Linked DNA regions of Mus musculus: all the other regions are linked to region 3. Evidence: chromatin contacts called from public Micro-C and promoter capture Hi-C data. All regions are on one chromosome and are shown on one strand. Each heading gives the region's core, a stretch centred on a gene start, on an enhancer-like site or on the middle of the called end of the contact. The rest is flanking DNA. Distances are from core to core; before and after follow the strand shown. Region 1 holds the start of Trpm4 (transient receptor potential cation channel, subfamily M, member 4). Region 2 overlaps Trpm4 (transient receptor potential cation channel, subfamily M, member 4). Region 3 holds the start of Hsd17b14 (hydroxysteroid (17-beta) dehydrogenase 14).

Region 1 (4,534 bases), core at 1,328-3,827, 220 kb before region 3:
GTTCTGGTCCCATGGTGCTGGCAACCTTTCCCTTGCCCGCCTGCCTCCTGTCACCTTTGCTCCGTGTGGCTGTGAGGCACAATGGCTCCATTCAAGTGTCATCTCACTGTCAGAAGGTGAGACATTCCACTGGCCACCATGGAATGCACCCCTTCTGGAAACCTTGGCCTGGTCCTTCCTCTCCTCAAAACTGTAATGCACCTCTCATGGTGTCTTTCTTTTCCCTCTGCTTCCCTCAGAGCACCCAGGATCCATGCTAGCCTCCTGGCTACCCCTCAATGACACGCTAGCCCATCAACCCCAGAGGCCGAGAGAGACAGTTAAGACACTTCAGCAGCCGCTAGCACTTGTCTTAAAGGTGTTAAGAGATGTGTGTGTGTGGGGGGGGGGTGTTGGGTGAGTGTTTTGGTTTTTAATTTTGTGGGTGAGGATTTGCCTGCATGTGTGTCTGTGTACCGTAGGTGTGCAGTGCCTGTGAAGGCCAGAAGAGGGCGTCAGATCCACTGGAATGGGAGTTACAGGTGGTTGTGAGCTGCCTGGGCAGTGCTGGGCACTGAGTGCTTGTCTATAACAGCAGCCAGAGTTACTAACCACGGGACCATCTCTACAGCCCCTGGTGGCTTTCTGGTGCTCAGGTTTCTTGGGTTTGGGTTTTTGGTCCTGGGAACGGAACCCAACACATGCTAAGTATGTGTGCTACCCCTGAATTACACCCTAAGCCCAGAGGTGTAAGAAGGAAAGAAGAGGAAGGCGAGAGAGACAGGGGGCCTTTGTATTTTCCTCACCTGCCTCCATGGATTCAATCTCCACCTATAGCTGGGACCTCAGACCCCAGTATGAATCTCACTCTTCTGCTAAGTACCAGCAGGGTCCCAATCCTCCCCTGCCCGTCTCCAAGGCCCATCATGTACACAGAAGGACCGGCACTCAGCATCCCCTTCCAAACCTGCTTCTTCTCCTGGGCTCATCATCTTGGTGATGGTCCCAATCTCTTCTCACCTTTCTGAATTCCTACCCGCCCTCACGCAGCCCCAGGAAACCACACTCGGGATGGCCTCTGAGAGCCCATGAGGTCTACCACCAACCTTCCCACTCACAACACTCTTGACAGCCTGAACTCTGCTCTACTTTCAAGCCACGCTGGGCTGTCCTTAGGGAGGACTTCGACCGAGCACTTCCAAGGCCCAGAGCCACCTTCAAAGCACCACACTGCACCATCTTTCCAATGACACCTGTAGCCCACCAGCTCCCATCTTGTCCCACTGACTTTAGTCACGCTGTCTGTGACCCTCTGCCAGACCCACCAGTAAACCAGTATCTCTGTTTATTTATACAACATTTTCCTGTCCCACACTGGTGGGACAACAGGCTCCTGATAAAGTCACACTAAGGAAATCAGGTGTCACTGCCCCAAGGCCAAAAGTCTACCCTGAGAACTGAGTTAAAGCTGGACCCCGCTAGGGAGACTAAGCATGCAGCCAAGAAGCCTATAGGGCTTGCTCCTGTCCCCTGCCACCTACAGCACAGCACAGCTTGCAGTGGCAATTGCCCTCTTCTTCTCATGGGAGTTGCAGATATTCCCGGATGTTTATTAGATGTTATTAGGTGATGGGCAGAGTTCCAGAAATGTCCCAGAGTGACCTTGTTTAGTTTGCACAGCGGCCCCAGAAGGGAGGAGCTGTTCTGTGCCCAGGTGACAAGCGCAGCCCTAGAAGGGAATTACTATCCCAAAGCTGCAGAGCTATGTAAGGCTGGCAGGGCTGTGTGGCTATGCTCGCTGAGCCGGGATGACACAGAAAGCCGAAGCAGAGACAAATGACACAAAGAGACAGAGACACAAAGACACAGAATGGATCCCCACCTAGAGGGGAATGAAGAATTCGGGGCGTGCCCTAAGCAGGGTGGCCCAAAACAAGGGCAGGGGGAGGGGTCTGTCTCAAGTGAAGGCGGGAAGGTCCTTAGTGGGCGGGGTCTGAGTGTGTTGAGCTGAGACTTCTGTGGTGGGTGGGGTGTGTCTGTGCACCAAGACCTCCTGCGGTAGGCAGTGAAGGTCAGTCTGTGGTGGGCACCCTTGTCTGCGTTGAGTGGGGCGAGTCCAGTCTATGGGGGCGGAGCCTGTCTGCAGTGGGGCAGGGCCCGCGAACCTACGCTGCCAGGTCAGCAGCCCCGAACTGCTCACCCCGCATCATCGGAGAGGTCCACTATGAACGTCGTGCACACCTTCTTCCTGAAGATCTTAGGGATCCAGCTCTGAGAACCGGAACAAGAAGGGCAGGGCAGGGAGTCGAGTCAGACCCACAGGATTCGAAGACAACCCCGCGCGCCCACGGGACACACTGGGAACTCCTCCCTCGGGCTCAGCCAGGAACCCACGCAGCTCGGTCTGGGAACTCCTGGTCCAGCCACTGCAGCATCTGACCCGGATCCCCGGAGCTGGCTCCGCCTCTGGACCCCACTCACTCCCAGCCCCACGCTGTGCGATACCTGCTCCTTCTCCGGCCCCACCATGCTGCTGCCGCAGCCCCTGAGGCTCCGTGTATTTCCTCCAGCCGCCGACCCGCCCGACCAAACCGGATCCGCAACTTCGCAGCCCAGCCCGGGGCGGGGAGTCCCGGGACACGTCACGGGAGGCGGGGAGAGGGCGGCTGCGGAGGAGGGACAAACTCTGCTGCCAAACCAGTGATGGGGTCGGTTTGGGGGACAAGAAAGACCGAGAGTTGGAAGGCAGAGCAAGCGGAGGAACGAAGGAAGCAGAGTGGGGCACACGATAGATGTCAGCCATGGGACAAACATAGATTCGGAGAGACAGAGACTGAGAGAAAGACCCAGAGAGAGAGAGACAGAAACTAAGAGAGGGACCCAGAGAAAGAAAAGGGGGCAGAGACCCAGAGAGAGAGAGAGAGAGAGAGAGAGAGAGAGAGAGAGAGAGAGAGAGAGAGAGAATATGAAGACAGCAATACAGAAAAAGAATGAGATATCCAGAGATAGTTAGAGACAGATAGAAATACAAAGTGATAGAGCAACAGAGTCCCAGATTCAGAGAGGAGAGACAGAGAGAACAGAGACACAGAGAGAACTAGAGAGAGAGACACACACACAGAGACAGAGATACAGGGAGAAAGAGAGAGACAGAGAGAGAGAAAACACACACACACAGAGGAGAGACAGAGACAAACACAGACACACACACAGAGACAGACAGACACACAGAGAGACAGGCACACACACACAGAGACAGACAGACACACACAGAGAAACAGACAGACAGACACACACACACAGAAAGAGAGAGAGAGAAGAATCAAAGAGAAGGATCAGGGAAGACACAGTAGGAGAGGAGAGGTTAGAATCCTGAGAAGAAACACGGAAGCTCAGAACAGTGACTATAATGGGGGGGGGGGGGTTGACTCATAAAGGACAAAAACTCAAAGACGGTGGATATACTGACAAGTGTGGGGTGGGTGACACTGACCAGCAGAGAAGGCAGTGACACCTGTTTGCAGCCAAGTCCCTTTGGTGGGGACAGCTGAGGCCTAGTAACCTGAGCCCCCAGCACCTCCCCCCTGTTGTATTTATAGCACTGGTCTGGTCCCCTGTCCCCAGATCTGAGTTCCAGTGAGAGGAGGTCATGGGGTGTTGGGCACAGTATTCCTTCACTGTCTTCCACAGCTTCTGCAGGACACCACTGTCACACCGAATGTCCCATTCTGCCTGCACGCTTCCCAGTGTTTACCTTGCAGGGGGCCCTCTGCTCCTGCATCCTCCTCTCCCAGAGCCCCAGGCTTTCCCAGCAAGACACTCTAAACGTTCAGCCTTTGTGCTAAAAATGCCAAACTTGAGCTTGTCACGTCCCTGCCTCCCCCCCCCCGCCCCCGCCATGAAGACCCCTCCACCACCCAGTCCTGAGCCAGAGGAACAGGAGGGGAGGGGCAGGCAGGGAGTGACCAGAATAACTTAGGCTCTGGATAAATTTAGCAGCAAGAAGGGGAGGGGACAGACCCCATTGGTCCAGCAGTGGGAAGGGAGGTCCTGGAACCAGGGTCACAGCTGCAAAGGGGACATCCTCAGAGGGTCATCCAAGACCTGAGGAAGATAGAGAGGCAGAGAGTGGGAGCTATACCACGACAAAAGGGACAATCTGAAAGTCAAAGCCAAAAAGGCACAAGGACCCATCAGAGGCAGCTGAAGCCAGCCTGGTCAGACGCTCAGCTGCTAAACGTCCCCATGGGCTTCCAGGGGCCATGGTTGCACACTTGTCTCCTTTGGGCCACAGTGGCCATCCTGCTGGTCCCTCCAGTGGTGACCCAGGAGTTGAGAGGGGCCGGTCTGGGCCTGGGCAACTGGAACAACAATGCAGGCATCCCTGGGTCCTCAGAGGACCTATCAACTGAGTTTGGTCACCACATCCACCGGGGATATCAAGGTGAGAAGGACAGAGGCCACAGAGAAGAGGGTGAAGACTTCTCCAGGGAATATGGCCACAGGGTCCAAGACCACAGGTACCCTGGCCGCGAGGTTGGAGAGGAGAATGTCT
Region 2 (4,485 bases), core at 553-3,052, 250 kb before region 3:
CTGGGCCCAGCTTGAGGAATGAACCCTCTCTGGATGCAAACACCTAGACATCCACCAGGAACACTCAGTCTGGAAGAGAGACGGAGAGGACAGTGGGTGATGAGTCCCAGGAAATGAGAGAATGGCAAAAAGAAGCAGTGCAGGGGACACAGTCAGTGGGCAAAGTGCCTGTCACACAAGCAGGAGACCTGAGCTCAGACTGTGCCCTGGTTAAGCTCTGTCAACCTGAGCCATTTGAGAGGAAGAGCCTCGATGGTTTAGATCAAATAGACCTGTGGGCATGTCTGGGGGGCATTATCTTGATTGCCAATTGGTGTAGAAAGGCCCAGGCCACTGTGGGCAACCCCATTTCCTGGGGTGAGGAGTCCTGAACTGTTTGCTGAAGCTGGCTGGACGGAAGGTGCTGTGGTCCAGCGAACAGCGTTGTTCGTGGCTTCTGGTGCGTTTCTTTGGCTGTGAGCTTTCTGGTTATAGGTGAGAACGTCCACGCTCTCTCCCTGTTTCCCTCACTGATGGATTGTAACCTGGAAGCATAAGCCAAGTAAATTCTTCATCCCCTAAGTTGCTTTTGGTCGGTATTTTATCCTAGCAACAGATATGAAACCAGAACAGGCACACAGCAGCCATATTAAAAAGAGCGGGGAGAGACAGTGGCACCCTGGGGTGAACACCGGACCCACTTCAAAAGACGGGGGAGTGGGGCAGGTACAGAAGGATTTCGCAGTGTGTCGGGACAGCAACCCAAAGCCAACTGGAGACACCTGGGCCTAGGGATAGGTCCCGTTTCAAGGAATGAATGAGAGAGAGAGAGAGAGAGAGAGAGAGAGAGGTCAACCCTGGCCTGCACAGGCATGCACACTCACGCCAGCTACACACATCCCCACACAAGCAGACAACAGAGCCTTCAGCAGACCAAGCAAGGGACCCAGGAACAACGGGAAGGCCCACGGGGGGATGTCTTGCAGAAGCCCAGGACCACACTGACCTTTGGAACCAGTGGGGCTCGGAGGGGGTGGGGCCCCTGGAGGCAGCAAGGCAGAGTGGCTAAGGGCCTCAGCCATCCAAGTCAGGACTCGAGAACAGTGTTGGACCTGGGAAGACAGGAATAAGTCAAGGCAGGAGCAGGGAAGCAGGGGGTCCCAGCCCCGCCAGCCCACGCCCAGGTCCTCACCTCTCTCTCCAGCCCCCTCAGACGCCGATCGTACTCTCTGATCTGTCCCAGCTGCTTCAGTGCAGTGTCCACCCTAAAAAGAGAGAGAGTTCTCCTAGCTGAAGACAGAACGTCCCACCTGCAGGTCCTGCCCACAGCAGGCCCCCGCCTCACTTCTGAGACGTGCGTTTCAAACGCTCCGAGTCACTGTCTCGCTTGTCCCGAGCTTGTGCCAACAGGAAGTTCTCTTTGTGCACAGACTCCCAAGTCAGCAGCTTCCGCTCTGCTTCCTTAGAGAGACAGACACCTGCAGGGCCAAGTCCCAGGAGTCAAAGGGCAGGACCACTTGGGAACTTGTCCCCTCCCCAAAGCCACCAAATTCCTCATGCCTCGTCCCCAGATGGGTGCAGATCCTGACACCTTCCCCGAGCCCCACCCACCTGCTTTTCTTCTCCCCTCCCCAAACGCCCCCCCCCCCCCGCCCCACTCCCATGCAGACCAAGCTCCAGTCTCACGGAAGTGCTCGAAGACTGGGGAGGCGGGCAAGTTAGCCCTGCGACACCTGCGACACCTGCGCAGCCACTTGATGAGGAGGCGCACATGAGAGATGATGATGAGGGGTGGGGCCAGGGCAGGCCTCGAATGGAATTCCCGGATGAGGCTGTAGCGCTGTGCCTTCCAGTAGAGGTCGCTGTTGCCGTGCACTTTGCTGAAGGTGTAGCTGTGGAGGCCAGAGGTCAATAGTCACGGGAAGCCAATAAAGGACCCTGATCATAGGACTGGATTAGGAGTCGAGATAAAGTAGTCAGAGACCGCAAGAGCACGTGGCACCCGCAGAGCACTCACATTCAGTTCTCAGCACTAATATGGAAGCTCCAATTCCAAAAGATCAGTGCCTTCTTCTGGTCTCTGCCAGCACTGTACTCATGTGGTGTACATGCATGTATACATACATACATACATACATACATACATACATACATACAATGGATGAAGAGTCTGCACGGGTTCCAGGCATCAAGCTGAGGTCCTTGAGCTTGCAAGACAAATGCTTTACTGACTGAGCCACGGCCACCCAACTCCAACATTCTGGCTTTGATGTTTTCAAAATTCTACAGTGGGTTCTTGATAGTTTTTGTTTTTGTTTTTGAGACAGGGTTTCTCTGTGTAGCCCTGGCTATCCTGGAACTCTTGTAGACCAGGCTGGCCTTGAACTCAGAGATTCACTGGCCCCTGCCTCCCAAGTGCTGGGATTAAAGGCATGAGCCACCATTGCCTGGATTTTTTTTTTAAAGGTTAATTTATTTTTACATGCATAACTATTTTGCCTACATGTATGTCTGTGCATATTACCCACAGAGGCCAGAAGAGGATGTCGGATCTCCTGGAACTGGGATTACAGGAAGTTGTGAACTTCCACGTGAGTGCTGGGAGTCGATCCCATGTCCTCTATAAAAGCAGTCAGTGACCCTAACCACTGAGCCATCTCTCCATCCCCTGTTTGATTCTGATATAGGGATTCATGTACCCCAGGCTTCTGATCCTCCTGCCTTGACCTTCCGAGTGCTGGGACAAGCTTGCTCCACCACACCATCCTGAGCCCAGCTGGTTTCTAACAAGGACTTTATGCCCAGTGTCTTTAATGCACTCTCCTGAACTGACACAAAGACTGAAGTAGGGCCTGTCCTCACACTGCGAACTAAATTAACTCCAAATGGGCTAATGATCAATAGCTAAGAGCTAAACCCCAAAATCAACTCTTAAGTTTCCAGACTCTGGAGTTTAGATTGACCCTCTGTATGGGACTGTAAAATGTGTGGGTTTTTTAAAATTTCTTTTTCCTTTTAATGTTTCCTATTCTTACAAATAATAACCAGTTCTCTTAACTCCCTGCCAGCCCTCCTCCTAGTTTCCAGCCCCGCCCCTTCAAAGGTTTCTCCCAACTGATCTACCCTCAGCTGGGGACAGTCTGCTTCGGATTCCGGGCATCGAGCTGAGGTCCTTGTGTTTGGCGCATAACAGGCTCAGAATGAGTGGTTGGTCAGAATGAAGGTGTGCATTAGTGACTAAATCAACTTGGGTCCATTTAATACCAAATAGCTCGTTGTTTCCTCTGTGTTAAAAGCTCTGTGAAGATGCCCTGGGAAGTCAATACATGGGCAGCATTGTGAGCACAATGTCATGAGTGGAGGTGTGACCCAGGTCCCTGCTCATTTGCTAAGGCTGTGTGACAGCAGAGGTGAGGAATCTGAGGCAGGGCTCTGCTTATGCCAACGTAAAGAGACAGCTAAGAGTCTCCACCCCAATATTGTCTCCCTGACTCTGCACAAATAGGGAATAAATGCGTTACCACGTGAGCGAGCGACTGGGATTCAGCATGCGTAGGGACTGGGCTCTAGATCCACTAGGTTAAGAGCCTGCGTGAGTGTGTCCCTTCTCCCAGTTTTCCCAATCTAGCAGCTCCAAACTGTAACAACTGGTCTAGCCTATCTTCTCAGCTCAGCTTCTCCTGGCTCAACTGTCTCCAACTGTCTTCTCTTCTCACCCTGGTTGCCCAAGCCCAAGTCCTTTCTCAGCCTCAGCTGGCCTTATATATCCTCTCCCGTTCCCGGAAATCCAAAAGGCAATCACCACTGAAGTCCCTGGCATCAGGCAATTCTAACAGCTATGAGCTCTTTTGTTTGTTTGTCTGTTTTTCTTTTTGTTTTCTTTCCAGACAGGGTTTCTCTGTGTAGCCCTGGCTGTCCTGGAACTCACTCTGTAGACCAGGCTGAGCTGGAACTCAGAGCTCTGCCTGCCTCTGCCTCCCAAGTGCTAGGATTAAAGGCCTGACTCAGCTAAGAAATCTTAAAGAACCAGTTAACTAGCAACTGGGGATCCTTTGAAGGACCAGACACACAAAATAAATCACATTACATGCGACAAGAGCAAGAATATAAGCAACAAAAACCAAAAACCAAAACCAAACAAACAAAAAAAAACCGGACTGGAGCGATGGCTCAGCTAAGGTTAAGAGCACTGGCTGCTCTTGCAAAAGGATCCAGACTCAGTTTCCAGCAGCTACTCGGTAGCTCACAGTCACCTGTAACTCCAGTCCCAGAGGATCCGATGTCCTTCTTCTGACCACCATAGGCACTTTCCACGCACATGGTACACATACATACATGCAGGCAAAACATTCATACACACAAATAAAACAAACTGCAAACAAGTCACTAAAGTGGGCTTCTTCAAAAGAAAAGCGTTTAGTGCCCTGGAGGCACGCATGTGATCCCGGTGCTAAGAGGTAGAGGCAAGATTACCCTAAGTTCCAAGACACTGCCTCAGAGATGCCA
Region 3 (4,594 bases), core at 1,850-4,349:
GGGACTTCATTAAAAGTGAGAAAGAAGCCTGGTAGTGGTGATGCACGCCTTTAATCCCAGCACTTTCGAGGCAGAGGCAGGCAGACTTCTGAGTTTGAGGCCAGCCTGGTCTACAAAGTGAGACCCAGGACAGCCAGAGCTATAGAGAGAAACCCTGTCTCAAAAACAAAAACAAAAACAAAAACCAAAAAACCCCAAAACCAAAATCAGAGGAGAGAGAGAGGCCCTGAGAAGAATGACAGGAGGCCAGAGGAGTCCTCCAGAGAGCGCCTTCAAAGCACCTCTTAGAGTGGGTCCCCCTGAGGAATCTCAGACTCTTTTCCCAACAAAGCGAAGGTCAAAGGTCTGACATGTTACGTCTGTGGAGAGACTATGGAAGATTCCAAATTGTGCGGTGTGATTTAGTTCAGTGTAGCCTATGTGACAGGGAGCACGGAGGAGCCAGGTACCATGATTGTAAGCTGTTGGGACAAGCACTGACTGCTGAGTCGTGAAATTGTGAACTTCAGGAAGACTGGCCTGATTCAGGACCTGTGGGTTCATTCATTGGTCAGACGAACACTCTCACAGTCCAGTCACATCTCGGCAGCACCAAAACCTTGGGACACATAAACCTTTGGGGGAATATTTATATCCGAGTCGGGAAGCCTCTGATGGAAGTAGATGACAGGCTGTGGGCGTGACTTTGTAAACCTGGCGTTCTCCAAGGCCATTTTACTCTGAATTCTCCCTAAAGTCACCATAAACATAAGTGGGAGCCCAGTGGGGCTGTTGCCCGGCTCCCACCCCAGCTGAGGAGATGGAGGCGGGAGGATCAGGAGCTCAGCGTCATTTAACCTATATAATGAGTCAGAAGGCAATCTAAGTTTCCCAAGAACCTGGCTGGGAAAGGTGGGGGCACCCAGGGAGATGCTCAGTGGTTGGCTTGGTAGCTTCAGAACCCATGTGTAAAGCCTTGGCTGGCAGTGCATGTCTGTGATCCCCTTGGCACTAAGACGGGAAATGGAAAATCGTGGATCCCCAGAAGCTCTGGGGTCAGCCAGTCAGCCCAACATGCTGAGGTTCCAGGCTGATGGGAGATCTTATCCCAACCAAGAACAGAGGATCAGAGGAGGGGACTCCTCTGGTCCTCTCATCTTCCTAGTATCTGCATGTAGGTCGGTGGGAAGACAGGACCGAGGAGAAGGAGAAGGGGATGGGGAGGGTGTCAAAGAAGGAGGGAGAGAAAACAGGGGCTTCAATGGCAAAATTCTATTCCTCCCCCCAGCCCTTTTCTTTCTTTTGTCCCCTTCCCTCTCCTCTTTTCCCCATCCCGCTTTCCTCTCTTCTTTCCATCTGGACACAAGTCCACCAGGCTGGCCTTGAACTTGTGACCACTCTCCACAACAAGAATTGTAACCAATACTTCCTTTCCAGCCTATTGTTGGAGCTGCGAAATGGCTCAGGAGTTCTGGGTCCTGGAGTAGGTATGGCTCTAGTGTGGGGAGTGGCAATGGGGGAGGGGCAGAGGCAGTGGTGTTATCATAGCCAGGAAGCCCCTCATGCCTGGTCAGTAATAGCAGAGCTCCTGTGGCCTGTATCAGACCCAGCGGTTCCTACTGTAATGGTGACCTCACTGCTGGTCTACTGGTAATAAATGCAGAGAGCCTGAGCTTAAAGTCCTCTAGATAGATACCCGCTAGGAAGAACTCCCAGCGAGCCCCAGTGGCCTGTGTGACACCCGTGGCTTATTTTCTGTAGTCCCAGGCACTCTGCAACCTGCTCACCAGTACCTGGAGGCCACCGGGAGCGAGTGCTCAGCCTCTCCCAGGCTCTAGCTACAGAGGCTTCCCAGTGGCACAGGCTGATGGCAGGTGAGGCGCCCAGGCTCTGAGGGAGGAAGCCTGGAAGTGTGGATGTCACGTGATTAAGTTAACACTGCTCCTTATCCCTTTAGCCTCTCCAGGCAGAAATTTGGATACCAGGGGAGACTGTCTCCAGCCAAGCCCACAGCCTCCCAGTGAAGAACTGCCCCAGGTCACCTCGTCCCCAGCTCCTCACAAGGCTACTTCTGCTACCACAGGGTTCTCATGCCAAGGCAGCCGGAGAGGCCTGGCCCCATGGGAGGCCAGGTGGGACCCTGGGAAGGCCCCTCCAGCTCTGACCCAGGAAGAGGGGGCATGGCCCTTCAGAGTCACTCTGCTGCAGTCCAGCTTTTGACTCCCATCTTTATACTGAGCCCTACAAGCTGGAAGCACAACTTTGAGGTGTGGGACCATTCAGGACCACAGGGGAGAGGTTCATTCCAGCATGTATTCTAGGAGGGCCAGGGCCGCTATGGTCAAAGATTGATTTTCCCAACACTGTCCAAAATTGGATGAAAACTTTGAACTATTAGTCAATAAATAGCTTTTATTCTCTCTGTGGTTGTGACATTGTGTTCTGACAAACAAGGGTAAGGGCCCAATCTGCAGTGGTGGCACACGCCTTTTATCCCAGCACTTGGGAGGCAGAGACAGGTGGATTTCTGAGTTTGAGGCTAGCCTGATCTACAGAGTGAGTTCCAGGACAGCCAGGGCTATACAGAGAAACCCTGTCTCGAAAAACAAACAAACAAACAAACAATATGGGTCTGAGGGAGGAGGCTGGAGCCTGAATCAAGCCAGAAGAAGTAGCCCTGGTCTTACAAGTCAAAGGAAAAAAAAAAAAAAAAGAAAAAAAGCCGGGTGTAGTGGCGCACGCCTTTAATCCCAGCCCTTGGGAGGCAAAGGCAGGCGGATTTCTGAGTTCCAGGCCAGCCTGGTCTACAAAGTGAGTTCCAAGACAGCCAGGGCTATACAGAGAAACCCTGTCTCGAAAAACCAAACCAAACCAAACCAAAACAAAACAAAAAAAACAAGTCAAAGGGAGCAAGGCTGAAGTCAGTCTGAGGAGGCAGAGCTGGGGTGAGGGTCCCTGAGTCTGAAGGAGGACTGTCAGTTTGGGTACCCTGGGACTGAAAAAGAAGGGCTAGGAAGGAGAGTCCTCAGTTCTCCCAGGTGTGCCTTCCTAGAAACACCCCCTCCCAAGGTCAGCCTTCAGTGACCCAGCCTGTATATCTGGTTCCACCCCACTGCTTCTCTGGACTGTGGAGGTGGGAAGAGGTCCAGAGGGCGTGGGATACAGCTGGGGATGGCTGCAGTAACCCGATATTCTGGGAAGGTGGTGGTGGTGACTGGAGGCAGCCGGGGCATCGGGGCTGCGATCGTGAGAGCCTTCGGTGAGTAAGGGTCTTCCCGCCTGCTGTCTGAATTGTTGTAGGAGAGAAAGGATGACTGACAGAGGTTCCCAGAGTGGGAGGAGGAGACTCAGGTTCATTTCTGTAATGATTTATTTGTTCTTAAATGATTTGTTTATTTTTATTTTCCTCTGCATTGTTGTTGAATCTGGCTGAGAGTATTAGATCCCTTGGAACTGGAGTTACAAACAGTTGTGAGCTGCCATATGGGCACTGGGAAATGAACCTGGGTCCTTTGGAATAGCAGCCAGTGCTCTTAACTGCTGAGCCATCTCTCCAGTCCCTCAGTCCATTTGGATTGTTGGGTCTTTGCTGATAGGTTGGTCATTAAAAACTCTTCCTTGGGCTGGAGAGATGGCTCAGCGGTTAAGAGCACTGACTGCTCTTCTGAAGGTCCTGAGTTCAATTCCCGGCAACCACATGATGGCTCACAACCATCTGTAATGAGATCTGGCATTTCTGGAGTGTCTGAAGACAGCTACAGTGTACTTACATATAATAAATAAATAAATCTTAAAAAAAAAAAAAAGTTCTTCCACTGGCCTGGCAGTGGTGGCATATACCTTTAATCCCAGCACTTGGGAGGCAGAGGCAGGCGAATCTCTTGAATTTTAGGCCAGCCTGATCTACAGAGTGAGCTCAGAACAGCCAGGACCATACAGAGCAACTCTGTCTCAAAAATATAAAAATAAAAAAAAAAATCTTCCCTGGATCGGTTCCTAGCTGCAAATGATAGCTTTGAGAGTATTATTGCCTATCGGTTTGGGATTTTTCTAGAATCCAGGATGGGGGCCAACAGCAGCTTAATGAAAAAGGTTATTTGTTGCAAGATTCTGCTCTTGTAAGAGGACTGAAGCCAGTCACAAGAGCCGCTGGAGTGGCAGGTGCTCTGGGTGGTGGCCAGCAGAGGGCACCAGAGATGGTGAGGAAAGTCTGCAGGGCTTGTAACCTTGTTCTCTTCTTTTGGCAGTGGACAGTGGGGCTCAAGTGGTTTTCTGTGACAAGGATGGTGAGTGATTCAGTGTTCGATTCTCCCTTGCCTCCTCCATCGAAAGGGATCCGCGCCTAGCTCTCCTCCCTTGAACCCAGCTCTGCTTCCTCGGACCCAGGAATTCAAGTCCTGGCTTTCTTCCCTCCCATCCAGGGCTCTTCCCTAGCCCTCTACCCTCAGACTCTGGTGTCCAAGCCTCAGCTCTCCTTCCTCAGACCCAAAATCTTTCTCCTGCAGAGGCTGGGGGCCGGGCTCTGGAGCAGGAACTCTCGGGCACTGTTTTTATCCCCGGTGACGTGACACAGGAAAGAGATTTGCAGGTGAGTGTTTTCTGTCCCACACCTGGT

The links. Hi-C and Micro-C count contacts between places; a contact is called where the count stands out from the background. Capture Hi-C pulls out chosen DNA fragments and counts their contacts.
Region 1: a promoter capture Hi-C map of pancreatic islet shows a contact between it and region 3. The contact joins the promoter of Trpm4 here to the promoter of Hsd17b14 in region 3. A contact is called at or near these places in 8 of 39 promoter capture datasets (the 3T3-L1 cell line, hematopoietic stem and progenitor cells, hippocampal neurons and 5 more), 5 of 484 Hi-C or Micro-C datasets (embryonic retina, embryonic stem cells, growing oocytes and 1 more), 5 of 115 datasets of contacts at active chromatin or transcription factors (bone marrow-derived macrophages, embryonic stem cells, large pre-B cells and 1 more) and 4 of 9 other capture datasets (adipose tissue, liver, macrophages and 1 more).
Region 2: a Micro-C map of the G1E-ER4 cell line shows a contact between it and region 3, with 2.8 times the contacts expected there. The contact joins the enhancer-like site here to the promoter of Hsd17b14 in region 3. A contact is called at or near these places in 6 of 39 promoter capture datasets (the HPC-7 cell line, hippocampal neurons, liver and 2 more), 3 of 15 datasets of contacts at CTCF or cohesin (embryonic stem cells, large pre-B cells and pro-B cells), 24 of 484 Hi-C or Micro-C datasets (B cells, the G1E-ER4 cell line, the HL-1 cell line and 13 more), 6 of 115 datasets of contacts at active chromatin or transcription factors (embryonic hindbrain, embryonic stem cells, memory CD8 T cells and 2 more) and 3 of 9 other capture datasets (adipose tissue, liver and pancreatic islet).

What each region holds. Positions count from the first base shown.
Region 1 is chr7:45,331,203-45,335,736 of GRCm38.p6, forward strand. Trpm4 (transient receptor potential cation channel, subfamily M, member 4) reads right to left here and starts at 2,578. Exons shown (of 25, transcript NM_175130.4): 1 at 2,485-2,578; 2 at 2,180-2,250. The coding sequence starts at 2,508. Hrc (histidine rich calcium binding protein) reads left to right here and starts at 4,067. Exons shown (of 6, transcript NM_010473.2): 1 at 4,067-4,534. The coding sequence starts at 4,225.
Region 2 is chr7:45,303,624-45,308,108 of GRCm38.p6, forward strand. Trpm4 (transient receptor potential cation channel, subfamily M, member 4) reads right to left here. Exons shown (of 25, transcript NM_175130.4): 21 at 1,666-1,871; 22 at 1,325-1,457; 23 at 1,172-1,244; 24 at 986-1,091; 25 at 1-69. The coding sequence ends at 65. Among named protein-coding and RNA genes, the nearest start is that of Gm39006, 3.5 kb to the left of the region's middle. Within about 2 kb of position 1,803, at least 32 of the 459 cell types and tissues checked have an H3K27ac peak or open chromatin away from gene starts, as enhancers often do. A contact at or near this core is called in the G1E-ER4 cell line, cerebral cortex, hippocampal neurons and 1 more, where this site is marked.
Region 3 is chr7:45,551,829-45,556,422 of GRCm38.p6, forward strand. It overlaps Hsd17b14 (hydroxysteroid (17-beta) dehydrogenase 14), which reads left to right and starts at 3,100. Exons shown (of 9, transcript NM_025330.3): 1 at 3,100-3,238; 2 at 4,227-4,265; 3 at 4,485-4,567. The coding sequence starts at 3,151. It overlaps Plekha4 (pleckstrin homology domain containing, family A (phosphoinositide binding specific) member 4), which reads left to right. Exons shown (of 20, transcript NM_001381849.1): 18 at 1,417-1,466; 19 at 1,741-1,853; 20 at 1,937-2,401. The coding sequence ends at 2,199.